Linked DNA regions of Mus musculus: regions 1, 3 and 4 are each linked to region 2. The links are chromatin contacts, called in public promoter capture Hi-C maps. All regions are on one chromosome and are shown on one strand. Each heading gives the region's core, a stretch centred on a gene start, on an enhancer-like site or on the middle of the called end of the contact. The rest is flanking DNA. Distances are from core to core; before and after follow the strand shown. Region 1 overlaps Phip (pleckstrin homology domain interacting protein). Region 2 holds the start of Sh3bgrl2 (SH3 domain binding glutamic acid-rich protein like 2). Region 3 overlaps Phip (pleckstrin homology domain interacting protein). Region 4 overlaps Phip (pleckstrin homology domain interacting protein).

The links. Promoter capture Hi-C pulls out the DNA fragments that hold promoters and counts their contacts.
Region 1: a contact with region 2 is called in a promoter capture Hi-C map of liver, with 2.6 times the contacts expected there. The contact joins the enhancer-like site here to the promoter of Sh3bgrl2 in region 2. A contact is called at or near these places in 5 of 39 promoter capture datasets (the 3T3-L1 cell line, cranial neural crest, liver and 1 more) and 1 of 484 Hi-C or Micro-C datasets (liver).
Region 3: a contact with region 2 is called in a promoter capture Hi-C map of cranial neural crest. The contact joins the enhancer-like site here to the promoter of Sh3bgrl2 in region 2. A contact is called at or near these places in 10 of 39 promoter capture datasets (the 3T3-L1 cell line, the C10 cell line, the SN4741 cell line and 6 more) and 7 of 115 datasets of contacts at active chromatin or transcription factors (bone marrow-derived macrophages, cardiomyocytes, embryonic basal ganglia and 3 more).
Region 4: a promoter capture Hi-C map of the C10 cell line shows a contact between it and region 2, with 4 times the contacts expected there. The contact joins the enhancer-like site here to the promoter of Sh3bgrl2 in region 2. A contact is called at or near these places in 12 of 39 promoter capture datasets (the 3T3-L1 cell line, the C10 cell line, cranial neural crest and 7 more) and 1 of 115 datasets of contacts at active chromatin or transcription factors (bone marrow-derived macrophages).

What each region holds. Positions count from the first base shown.
Region 1 is chr9:82,864,384-82,867,793 of GRCm38.p6, forward strand. Phip (pleckstrin homology domain interacting protein) reads right to left here. Exons shown (of 40, transcript NM_001081216.1): 40 at 1,776-3,410. Gm38553 (a long non-coding RNA gene) reads left to right here. Exons shown (of 3, transcript XR_870948.2): 3 at 1-937. Among named protein-coding and RNA genes, the nearest start is that of Gm38553, 13 kb to the left of the region's middle. Within about 2 kb of position 1,913, at least 6 of the 459 cell types and tissues checked have an H3K27ac peak or open chromatin away from gene starts, as enhancers often do. A contact at or near this core is called in liver, where this site is marked.
Region 2 is chr9:83,546,656-83,550,000 of GRCm38.p6, forward strand. It overlaps Sh3bgrl2 (SH3 domain binding glutamic acid-rich protein like 2), which reads left to right and starts at 1,683. Exons shown (of 4, transcript NM_172507.5): 1 at 1,683-1,848. The coding sequence starts at 1,804.
Region 3 is chr9:82,955,276-82,958,513 of GRCm38.p6, forward strand. All of the region lies in intron 6 of Phip (pleckstrin homology domain interacting protein), which reads right to left. Among named protein-coding and RNA genes, the nearest start is that of Gm39382, 9.1 kb to the right of the region's middle. Within about 2 kb of position 1,831, at least 2 of the 459 cell types and tissues checked have an H3K27ac peak or open chromatin away from gene starts, as enhancers often do.
Region 4 is chr9:82,921,093-82,924,057 of GRCm38.p6, forward strand. All of the region lies in intron 15 of Phip (pleckstrin homology domain interacting protein), which reads right to left. Among named protein-coding and RNA genes, the nearest start is that of Gm39382, 43 kb to the right of the region's middle. Within about 2 kb of position 1,504, at least 1 of the 459 cell types and tissues checked has an H3K27ac peak or open chromatin away from gene starts, as enhancers often do.

The sequences.
Region 1 (3,410 bases), core at 663-3,162, 680 kb before region 2:
ATTCTATACTTTAAAACACATAGGAGGTTTTCAAAGTATTCACTGGGGTATGTATCTACTTTTGTGCTGGCTGAATAGGTCTGCTTTTGAATGAATCTTGGTTGGAGCAGCAATTCAGCCCTGAGGACATCCCAAGAAGGAAAAAACAAAGGCAAGGCCCCGAGTCATTAGGTCAAAACACAATCCTTTGAGAACTGAATCCATAAGGCTTTCTCTAGCACCAGAAATGCAGGAGGCATGTTCATGGCAGAGAGCTAGGGACGGTAGATGGATGGATGAAAATACTCTCTGACACTCTGGGAATTCAGCAGGCTCTTTCAGGTGATTAATTTTGCTTTCTATCAAAGCTAGACCCCAAATTAAAAAAAAAAAATTAGAATTTGAAGATGTTTGACATTAAAACTATCTTTGAGAAATCAGCTTGGAAAATGATGTTTATTCTTTTTTAATCAACAGCAAACAACTGTTATTGTAATATATTGTTCCAGCACATCAAAGCTCCCAGGGGGGTCCAGCAAATGTCACCTCCTGCAGTGTGGCTAAAAGACAGCTTGCTTAGTGCTGAACATCAAACGGTAAATTTAAGAGGCAAATACAAAGGTTAAGAATTCGACAAGACTGAGATAAGCTGTTTGGATAGATTAGACTTTGAAGATTGAATTCACTGACAGTAAAGATCAAACATGCAACAACAGCCTTGCTACGTTACTCAGTCCTTACCGATCTGCAAAGCCAAACTCCCATTTTTCCAATTTGAAGACCAGACTTCCATTTCATCATGCTTAGCATGTCTAACTGGCCTGAAAGATAATAATGAATTGGATTCTCCCTACAACTCTCCTCCCCATAGTAACCAACTTACGGTAACTGTGTTAGGTTCAGAACTGCAAGGTCCTGTAATTAAGCTTGGTCAGGAGCTTTGAGCTCTGGCTTTTAATCTCACTTTTTTTTTTTTTTTTTTTTGGTTTTTTTTTTTTTTTTGGTTTTTCAAGACAGTGTTTCTCTGTATAGCCCTGGCTGTCCTGGAACTCACGTTGTAGACCAGGCTGGCCTCGAACTCAGAAATTCGCCTGCCTCTGCCTCCCAAGTGCTGGGATTAAAGGCGTGTGCCACCATGCCCGGCTAATCCCACTATTTTTAAATACTGGGGAGGCTTAGCTAAAACATTAGTTGGAACAAGAAAAATCAGTTCAAAGTAATAGTTTGGAACTGATTTTTCTTAGCTGATTTTGTTTTAAATATTAGATATATTTTAGAAAATATACCTGAAAAACATTTCTTGTTTCAACTCAGAAGTTTACCACAAAATAATTTAAATGCAATTTCTTATGGAGAATAAATAGAAACGTGAATTATCATCCTGTTTAAACTTAACTTTAAAGTCTTACATATAATTCTAATATTCTTCATCCTAAAATTGTAGATTCTTAAGAGTTCATAAATATAAATGCCAACCTAAACAGGTCTGTAGGAAAATAATGAAAAAGTTGTTTTCTTTGTTGTTGTTGCTTTAATTGCTGCTGTTGAGACAGTCACATAAAATCAAGACTGTCATTGAACCCTTGATCATTTGGGATTGAAACATGCACCACCATGCCAAGCTATAAAACAGCATTCTTGCAGATCTGTATGAAAGCCTTAACAAAGCTTTAGCTTTAAGTAAATAGTTATGTACAATGTTTTTTGACATGTGGCCCTCATAAAACTATCATAAACTTATCAGCAGTGCAGTAACTTATATATAAACCAATAACTCTGTTCTAAGTAGACACACAGAAAGGCAAAGGCATCTTTATTTTTTAACCTTCAGTCACTCTGGAATTACATTAGGTGATTGAAATCTTTGATAATGATTTTAACATTTCACAAATAGACAGAAAAGTGGAACCTCTAACAAACCAGAATTTACATAATGGCTTCTATTTCACAATTGCTTTGGTAAGCTGCCTACTGAGTACGTACCAAGTGCTTTATGCTGTCCAAAACTAATCAAAATAAACAGAAAAGCAAAGAAATCATGAGGCTCTACAAAATGGCTTAGAAAAACAAGTTTTCTATTTATTTAAAAATAAGTTTATAGTTACTACATTGCAGGGACAGGAATTCTTACACATACATTCTAGTTTGTATAAAAGGATTCCAAGAATTATGCATCAAAACTAACATAGAAAGTGTCCACGGAACAGTAAAGAAGGTCCGATCAGTATGTACAAAAGAAAGAGCCTGCTACCGTGGAGCAAGGCTGCCACTTATGACACGGTGCTCCAGGTCTAGAAGAAATAAAACAACATCCGTAAAGCTAAATAATTTTAAAAACTCTGTCACTTATTACATACAACAGATCTGCTTGTGTTTAACATTGCTTTCTGTACAAAATAAACATAATTTTAATTTGAAATGTGTCAGTTACAACATTAACCCTTTAGGTCAGTTGCTTTTTAAAATTGAGCTATATTTAGACCTCTAAATATCCCATGGTGGGATTAAGTAGTTTTCTTAATAACTTTTTAAGACCTGTCTCTTCTTGCTGTTTCAATATGGTCTAAAAATGTAACATTGTATCTTACTTTTAAATTTATTGTTGTGATAAACCAACACACACATCCTTGAAAGTAATCAGCATGTGTATCTGCATGTAAGTGCATGTACTATAATACAATCCTGAACCTATCTTCTTAGTTCTTTAAATGTAGAAACTCATCCATATACTACTATGTATTTGGTTTGTGCCATATAAGGTTAATTTCCTGATTTTTTTTATCTGCATTAAAAAAGTATTTCAAAACAGAGCTATTGAAACTAAAAAATATATTTATAGCTCAGATAATCTACTCACTGTACTTGTGTGGGTTGATCTCCAGAGCGCTCAAAGTGGTACTTACAGTCTTCTGACTCAATTAGACCTCCTCCTGGAGTACTGTACATAGTTGAGAATGTCTTTTCATTTGGATCATTTTGATAATTATAATTAAAAACAAAATAGTTTCTTAGTAGATGCATTAATTTTAGTTGAAGTCATCTAAAAATCATTTTTTTGGATGGAAACAAAAGGTGTACTTTTCCCAATTTTTAACCTAAGACAACTTACTGCCTAATTAAGCTACTACTGTTAGCAGTATCTTCTGGATAATATGGGGCTAATGCATTCTAAATAAAAGCAATCTCCACCCTATTCACTTTTAAAATACTGTACACCTCCTGCATATAGGATGAACATTGGTAATAGCCCTTTAGTAACTCAAGTATCTTGGTCCTTTCAACCTACTCAAAAATAAACTTCACGCAAACAAAATATTAAAATCAGTTTGTTTTCTTAGATAGAAAGCTTGAAACCACATACTTTTAACTTACATTGGAGAGAAGCTTATAGATAGCTATGATGATACAAAATGGAATGTCAAAATAAAACA
Region 2 (3,345 bases), core at 433-2,932:
CATTAATTCTATACTTTGGGGGGGAGGGAATGGTTCCTTTTGTAAAGACCCATATTTATACAGGAAATAATGTATCTACTTCTGTGAAAATTATTTCACATTTTATATGCCTTCATTTCCATGTTTGTGATAGCAAAAGCTAAAGAACAATTGCAGAGTGTTATAGCTACAGCAGAACTTATATTTAAGTTTTTAACATTAAAAAGAAATAAAGACCCACCAGGATTATATATTCTTACTCTACTAAGTTTAAAGAGGCCTATGACAAAAGTGGATTAAGATAAGCAATGAAGGGGCCACTGAGATGGCTCAGTGGGTAAAGACACTTGCTGCTAATCCTGACCCACACGGTAGAAGGAGAAAGTTGTCCCATGACCTCCACAAGTATGCTGTGCTAAATGGATCTACACAAACAAAAATATACATACATACATACATGCATACATACAAATAAAACTATTTAAGACATAAGCCACAGGAAAGGTTGGCAACTTGAAATATTAGTAAGTCTAAAAACCAAAGTCCTTCAAGCAACCATTTGTGCCAGAAACTTGCAAACGTGGGAGACTTCATCACACAATTTTCTTCTCTCTAGAATTAATTAGCAGCATTCCCTGAACGCTGCTAAAGTCCCTTGGTGAAATGAAGAAAGTAAATACAGTAGTGTGAGGGAAACTGGTTCACTTCCACAAAACTAGGAGTGGCTTGAGCCTTAGCCAAGCCAATACAACCTGCTAAAGCACTACTCGGAACCTATTAGCCACTTCATGAAAGCTTTCTCTTTAATGGTATCCTCCTGGGATACCGCGTTGGAATGCACAGCGATTTCGAAAAAGACACAGATTTGGCTCAACTGTAAATATCAGTAGGTGCACAGAGGCAAAGGCATTGTGCGGGGTAGGGGGTGGGGAGGGAGGGTTCTGATTCCCAATGTTGATAGGGGGATTTTCATTTCTATCAGTACTTATTCTTTTCTACTACAATTACAGTTTTGCAAAGAAAAATAAAATATCGGTCTTGTTCTCATTTGGCTTTCCAGTTTTCAGTGTCTTTAGAATAAAGTGAAAGCCTGTTTCATTTACCAAAGAGATTCCCTTTGCAAACTAGGCGTGGTGATGTATGCTTGTAATACCTGCTAGGGAGGGTGAAGTTGAGTTCCAGGCCAGCCTGGGCTACATAATAAAACCGCCTCCAGGAAAAATAACAACACTCCTCTTCAACAGTTTTTCAGGGTTGCAGGAGAAACAAAACACCAAAAGCTCAACCCACTGCCATGCCTGTCCAAGCCCGTGAACTGCCAAGGTCTCTGGGGCGAGCCTTTGCGTGTCTCTAAAACAGTGGGTCGCCTCAGCTCCATGGCTGTTTCTGATAGAGGATGCTCCACCCGTCTCCACCGCAAACAAAACCCAAGCTTGGACTATCCTCCACCCAACCCTTTGTCTTGTTTGCTGTGTTCTTGTAAACTGGCTTCCCGCCAATTAGCTTGTCCCGCTTCCGGGTCCTTCCTAAACCACCTGCGTGTACGATTAATTCCCGTGAAGCAGGCGCCGGACAGAAGGAGCGCAGTGCCTGGTCACTCTGGGCGCCAAGGAAACTACAACTCCCGTCAGCCCCCGCGGCCGCCTGGCCCCACCCGCCTCTCGCTCAGCCCGCGGCGGAGGCGCTGGGCTTTCATCCGCGGAGCGGCGGGAGCCAGACGCGTCGCTGCGGTCTTCTCCGACGGTCGCACGGGAGTCGGCAGCTACCTCAGTCGCGTTAAACTTCTGTGACCGAGTCAGCGGCGATCCCTGACGCAGCGAGAGGATGGTGGTCCGCGTCTTCGTCGCCTCATGCTCAGGCTTCGTGGCGGTGAGCCGAGCGGGCGGGATCGCGGGAGACGCGCAGCGCGTGCGCCCGTAGGAGACGCGCGGGCAGGTGACCGCCGGGCTCGGACCCGGTGGACACGCAGGGGTCACACACCCCGCACTGGCAACTGGCGAGGGGACCCAAGGGAGCCAGTCCCCTGCCGCAGCTGTCGGCTCCAGGGGCCCTTTGCTGAGTTTAGAGGTTCCGGACTTGGGACACCCCGTCGGCTTATGTTTCCTATGGCAGTTTAGACTACTTTGATTTGCTGACCTGGCGTCTGGAGGAAACCCATTTTAAAAAATTGCTCTACATCCTCTCGTCCCCAGCAAGTCCTTTTTAGTTTTACACCTGAGCAAACCACACTTGTCCTGTTAGGTCGCAGTTAATTTATTTTCTTTGTTGTTTTTTAGCCTAGGGTGTTACAAATACTTTTACATATGGTCCTTCCCTTGTTCCTCCAGTGCTGTGGTAAATTTCATTTTAAGAATAAATTGTGTTTTCTATTTTTAGCTACTCTGTTTGTCGAGTGTTGACTTCTTTTAGGAATATTGTTCTTTAGAAGAAGTTAAATAACTAGAAATAGTGCACATGTATACTAAGACACATGTAATGCGCCTGTAGTGTGTCAGTTATGTTTCATGTGATTGCTAAGACTTGATTTCCTTAGCCAAGAGTTAAACTACATCTCCAAAAATCTACTTTGTCAGTTACTTAATCAGATATAGAAAAAAGTACAAGAATGATTGGTTTAAAGTTTAGGCTGGCTGGTTGCCTGCTCAGTAGGCAGACTGTCTTAGAATTTAAGTGGGTGGGGTAGAAGGCGGAATAAAATACTACTTGGAAAATCCCCGTAAACTACTGAAGCTCTTAACCCAATCTTTTTTGATACAAGGACACAATAGCTGGGAAAATGCTGGCCTACCTGTATGTGCAGGCATGTCCTGGTTCTCAAAAATCCTCCCTTTTTGTTATTGCTTAGTCATAGGTGCCTTTAAAAGATTTTTCCCTGTTAAAGCTGAGCCTCATGAAATGTACTATCTCCTAGATAGATTTATTGAAATGAATTCCTTACTATAGAGCTTTTGGTCTTTACCATGAACTTACCAGCTTCGGTAATTATTTCAAAAGGAGCTTACTGATTTCAGAAGCAGCAAGCTCCAATGTTGATCTTCAGTTGTGTTGGGAAAGTCACAGGTAAATTACCTGTCTTCTCCATCATGTATCCAGACTTGCATCCTGTAACCAATTTTATCAGTTCCATAAACACACATGTATTTAGTGCCTGCCTACTGTGTGACTTGAGTCTGGGCTTTAATGTTTTGTGCACGGACCTAAGTTGAGGAAACAAGTTCTTGTGTGCTGCCTAGTGTGGGGACCAGTGGTGCCCGAGCTCTGCCCTTCTCTCTCTCCTGTACCAGGAAGGCTTTTGAGGCCCTCACAATTGTGCTGTCCTTTTAAAATGCTTTCGTCAGTTGAGTAAATGTGGGTACAGCTCATACC
Region 3 (3,238 bases), core at 581-3,080, 590 kb before region 2:
TTTATTTATAAAAACTCTCGGAAGGGTTGGCTCAGTGAGTTAAGTGTCAGAGATAGTTCTATTAAGAAAGATTTAAAAGGAAACAACTAAATCACTATACACATACAAATTATTCTGAGGTTACTGTTAAGAAAGACATTAAGGCCAGACAGCATGTGGAAAACATTAACATGATTTGGTTCGTATCTACAGCACCACCTAGAGTAGAACAAGACAAATCACATAATGAACAGCAGCTCCAACAGTATTAGAAGGACAATCCCAAAATCATTTAATAATCATGAAGAGAGGTAATGGGGAACAGAGATGGAAATACTCCTGACTTTCCTCCTTACTTTACGTATGTGAGTAAAAGGACTAGGATACTCAAGAGCGACCAGGAACTCCTCACATGTGCAGATTTGTTGTTTAGTTGTTCTACTTAAAACCAACAGATTTAGTAAATACTGTAAAAGATTAATATTAACTAAAAAAGAGAAGCAAAGCAGCTGAAATTTCAGACAGGAAGTAATGATAATCCCAAGAATTACACAAAAAGCTTCATAAGTCAAGGACATATCAAAGAATAAAAGGAAATTAAAGATAGTGACTATCATTAAAAGGGTATTTATTTCCCCTTTTCTTTCCTGGGAATCAATCTGCTGCTTCAACTAAAATACTAGTGTAACAATACCTTTAATTTTTAAGTACTGGTAAAAAGCTTAGTTATTTTAATTAAAATTCTTTAAATGTTATAACTTTTTGTTGGTGCTAACAGATCACACCTAGGTCCTCACATGTCTACCTTTACAACTTTAGGTAACTTTTTTCTATGTCAAACATGTCAGTCACTTAACTTTAAGCCAACTAATATTTATAGAGCATTATGATACAAGTGTAGTCAACTGGATGTTAACAGATTAAAAAAAGAAGACACGGTATTTATCCTCATGGAGACTGAGTCTAGCAAGGAAGACAGGAAATAAAAACTTACTTACAACAATGGTAAATATTATCAAATAAAGAAAATTTTGGAACATATAGCAAAGGTTCCAAACATATGGGGCAGTAGTTTAAGTAATTTTTCTAGAAATCAAAAAACTAAAAAATAACCAAAACAAAAAACAAAAAAAACAAAAAAAAGTTGTCAGGAGGGGAATATAATCCCAGGTTGAGAGAACAGCATGTGCAATGTCCTGGGGCCATAAAAGAGCATTAAAAATGTAGAACCAGGAGATGGGTCAGAGGGTATGGGATTTGCCATGAAGCCAAATACTCTAAGATCAATCCCCAGGACCCACAACGTGGAGAACACCAACTTCTACAACTTGTCCTCGAACCTCCATACAAATAAGTAGCATGCATACACATGCAAAGTACAAAGTAAACACAATAGAAAACCTAACAAGTCAGTCTGAAACACAGTGAGAGCCTATCTCAATAAAAATGAAAGAGAAAAAAAAAAAGAAAAAACTCCAAACACGCAAAATATAAAACAACAATTGTCAGGAAAGAAAAATTATGATGTGACAGATACATTTTAATTGAATTCCAGTGAAACCATGGTTTGAGGTCTTTACAGAGAAAGGGATGAAATAATGTTAAGATTTGCTTTAAGAAAATTTACTGTAGCTTTCTTGCATGGCTGCAATGGTAATGAAACTGGCAATGATCTAACTAAAAGCAAAGCTACTTTAGAGAAATAAATCCCACTACTCCAACACTAAACTTGAGGTTAGGAAGTTAGGAACTATGGCTTAGCTGGTGGAATTCGTGTGCTTTCTGCACAGCACTGAGTTGGAGCCGGAGCACAAGATAAACCAGGTGTACACGCCTACAATCTCAGCTCCCAAGAGGTAGAGGGAAGAGTCACAGCTCAAAGTCAGCCTTGGCTACAAGTGGAATGTACAGGTTGTTCCTGTAAGTTTCTTTCAGAAAACTGAGTATCTGATTTCAAATTCAAGTCCTTAACTTGAAAGAATACACTCCCCATTATTTCCACAGTTTCTATACTAAGACAAAGTAATCCAAAGATTACTATACTCAAATAATAGGCACCGCGTGTACATGAATGCGTAAGTAATTGAACAGAGGCGAGAGGGTGATGTGTAATAGTGACATGAATTGAATGCAGAAGCTGCAAATCATCACCAGAGAACGCACTGACTCTGTTACCACTCACCTACAATTTGGTTTCTCCGTGGATAGAAGAGGCCTCTTACAGAGCCGCTATGGAATGCAAAGGACACCACTTGTTCTACAAACTCAAAGCTAGTTTATACTACACTTATTTATATTGGCTGTCCCTAAGCAATCAAAACATTGTATGTTATAAAAGTTATTTTGTGGGAGATTATTTTATTTCACTGAGTGACATGTGAGGAGCTGAACAAATTACTACTATCTCATAAAATATACTCAGCCTGACTATGAACTTCCTCATTTCCAAAAAAATTCCCAGGAAATGTTCAAATATTAAATTCAACGGATCCTTAAAGAAATTCAAAAAGTCTAAGATCTTATGAAAAGATGACAAAAAGGATTTTTCTAACTTATAAAGATGAAAACCCACCATGAACCTCACTAATCACTGTGGGAAAGCAGCCGTGAGAACTGAGGGGAGCCTGAGTGCATCGTAACGAGTACTAAATCACTTGCCAGATGGGGATGGGAGAATCTGTCATCATATCTATAACTTATAAGTAAAGATGATCAATTATTTACTTAAAAAATGAAAACTCTAAAAGCACTGGATTCCCTATGAAAATGGGTATTTAAAAAAAAAAAAATGTACCCCTTTGTCTTGTCACCTGGAACCTGAAATGGAAATCTAAACAATGGAACTTTTCTATAACGCAAACACATCTTGCGAGTCTGACAGCTAACTTCCTGCTTTATAAGGAAAAGAAAAGAAATAACCATGAAGGGTCAATGTCCCTTTGCACTTACAGAAGATAGAAAAGTGAAAATTTTTTAACATTAACATTGTGCCAAATGAAAGTATATTTAAAGAAAAATAAATTTAGAAACAACAGGCAATACAAAAAGAAAATAGTTGAGTGTGAAATGACTAAACACAAGCTGTAAACCATTATGTGAAAACTATAACAAGAGAAAAACACAAGGAAGTGAACTGTGGAAGGAAAGCAGCTAACAAGAAAGCAGGCCGGCATGACCATGCTTCCATGAGGAGAACTAAGCACGGAATGCAGAGGGACAGAGTGTGAGCAGAAGGGAAGAAAGGAAAAACAATGAACAC
Region 4 (2,965 bases), core at 254-2,753, 630 kb before region 2:
TTGTCAAAAATAAAAATACTGTATAGGTTGCTCAACAGTAACCAGTATTTATGCCAACAAATGAAAGAGATGAAAGAAAATCTAAAGAACTTGGGAAACTTGAAAATAACAATAGTTACACACACTAAGAAAAGTAAAGAGAACTCTTTGTTCAGAGACACTGAAACAAAGACTATAAGCATTCAGGATATTTTAAGCAGAGAGATTATAGATATGAGATACTATCTTATTAGACATTAAGAAGAAATACAGAATGAAGGATGTTGTGAGCAAACTTGAAATCCCAATTCCCAAGTGGTAAACTATAGCTATTTTCAGTCTTTCTCTTTCCTAAATACATACAATTACCTAAAACAAGGTCACACTGAGAACATGCTAATATCAGAAGTATGCATTGACAAAAATTCTGAGTGGTTTATTGGTAGCCTCTACTCATTTGAAATGTTGCAAGGAGAAATACATTGTTCTGGATTAGTGGACACTGGAACATTTTTAAAAGCCTCTTAAGTAAAGAAATGTTAAGAGAACAATTATAAAAAAATAAAGAAAACATTTATTAAATAAAAGCTCTTATTTAGAATTTACCCATGAAACAACAAAAGCAATGCAGATTACCAAACTCAGTAAAAAACAAAAAACATTTGCTAATGAGACATATTGTATTTTTTTCCAATTAAAAGCAATACCAGGTAAGAAGCAACAAACTACAGCTTTGAGTATCCTGACAAAAAATAAAAAAATATGAAGTAAAGAACAGTGAGAACTACAAAGGTATGAACAGCAAAAGAGATAAGGCAAAAGCAGCAAAGATACAAGAAAATCTAACACAGGGCCTGCAGGCACCACTGTGAACACTGTTAGTTTAGTACTTACTATATGCACTACAGATATATATATATATATATATATATATATATATATATATATGTGTGTGTGTGTGTGTGTGTGTGTAATATATACGTGTGTGTGCGTGTGTATATATATATGTGGGTGTGTATGTATGTATGTATGTATATGTATATACACACACATATCCTATATTTTTAATATATACTAGTACTAAGAAACATGGAAGTAAAGAAATTTTAATCTTGAAAATTAAAATCCATTTATAAATTTGTTAATTCTAATTATATATAATCTATGGTAATTTAATGGTGGAAAAGGGGGACCACACATTTAAATGAACACCTAAAACTTTAAGAGAACTTCAAACCTACTTTATTTTCTCTAGGACTGGGAATGACGTAATGTCATAAATTTTAGTACGCATAGCATATAGCACATATTTTATATTTCTATAAACAATCTAAATGCTTTCAGCAATTAACTGGCATTTATATACTGTAGTTTCATAAAATATTCACTAAAATAAAGCTACAATGATGCTTTCTTCATGCCAATGTCAAAGAAAATCAGTAAGCTTGCTAAACTATACACACTGTGTGCTTCATAAACTAGCCAAATACACAGCACTTTTGCTGATCACGAGGTTATACAAGGACTATTTAACTTGAAACCTTAAGTACTCACATGGTTTTAAAACGTACTAGACAAGAATAAAGTACAAGGCCTAGAAAGTCAGTATTCTTTAAAAGAACAATGTCTTCCTGCCTGTGTTAATAATTCTCTACAGTACTCTCTCTAGCTTCATTCTTCCCTAGAAGAGGAGGAGACAGAGGAATGGGAGAGCAGCGAGGGGAGGAGAGGAGTCGAGGTCCCCAATGCAATCAGACAACAGTGAAGGAGCCAAGACCAGCATGTTAGCCCTTTCCAGGCATATCATTTACTATAATCTTGTACATCTCATAATTAACAGAAACACACTCAGACTCCTAAATGCTCTTATCATTCAAGTCCTCTGCAAAGAGGAGCGGCAATAAAAACAAGACAAGTTACCCCATTATTTTTTTATGAAATACTATTAGCAAGCTGAGAATTCAGTTAAAAAATTTAAATGGAATCAATTAGAAATTATTATTTAAGCATAAAAGAAACTGAATTCTCAATAGCAAACCTTTTGTTTTGTTTACAAACTTAGTCAGAAAACAAAGCAAAAGAACTTTTTAAAAAATGTCTTAGTTTTAATACAGAAAAGAACACTTACAGGAATGCTATTGGTATTATTAAAATACTGTCTCTAAATATACCCATTTAAATTCTATTATATGACTATCTCAAATACATGCATTTAAAACGTCAACTTTTCCCAGGGAAAAAAAAAAAACTTTAATAATACAGGATTTTAATTACTTAAGATTTTAAGAACAGAATTCTAATTCTCCTAATTGGTAAGGTAGAGAAAATGCTGAGTAATCCATCATAAAATTGAATTATAAGTTAATTCTACTACCCTTTAAAAGATAGTTTTAAAACTGTAAGTTTAGGAATGAATCTGATTATTCAGAAGCCAAAGACTACTGGACTGGGGCGGGGTGGGGGTGCTGTAGTGACAGGACTGAGCCCAGTACCTCGTGAGTGAGTATTAGGTAAGCATTCACTTCAACACCTGACGATATAGCCTCAGCCCTAAACATATATTTTTAAGTTCTTGTATATTTTAAGAATTCGTTCAATTAAAGACATACTCTCTTTCCTATTTTCTGGCTGTCAGCCCAATGGTGAATTTACTTACTCATTTTATAAGCTTCAATTTTTAAATTTCCTAAAGTAATACTTATTATATAAGCATTCACAGAGTCTAAGGATAAGAGGATTATTCATCATTCTTAAATTCTACAAAGGATGACTAGACATGCCAAATAATACTCAAAAATATTTACAAAATTTAATGTAAATTAGGATAAGCACAACAATATCAGAGTATGCATTTGGATTCCTCAAAGCTTTGTGATATCTAACAGCTCTGATTAGTTACACTAAACCAAATAGCTAACCTGAAGCTGCAGCTGAACAATGACCAATAAGAGAGACCATCAGCTTCTATTTCATCCTAAAATTGTTT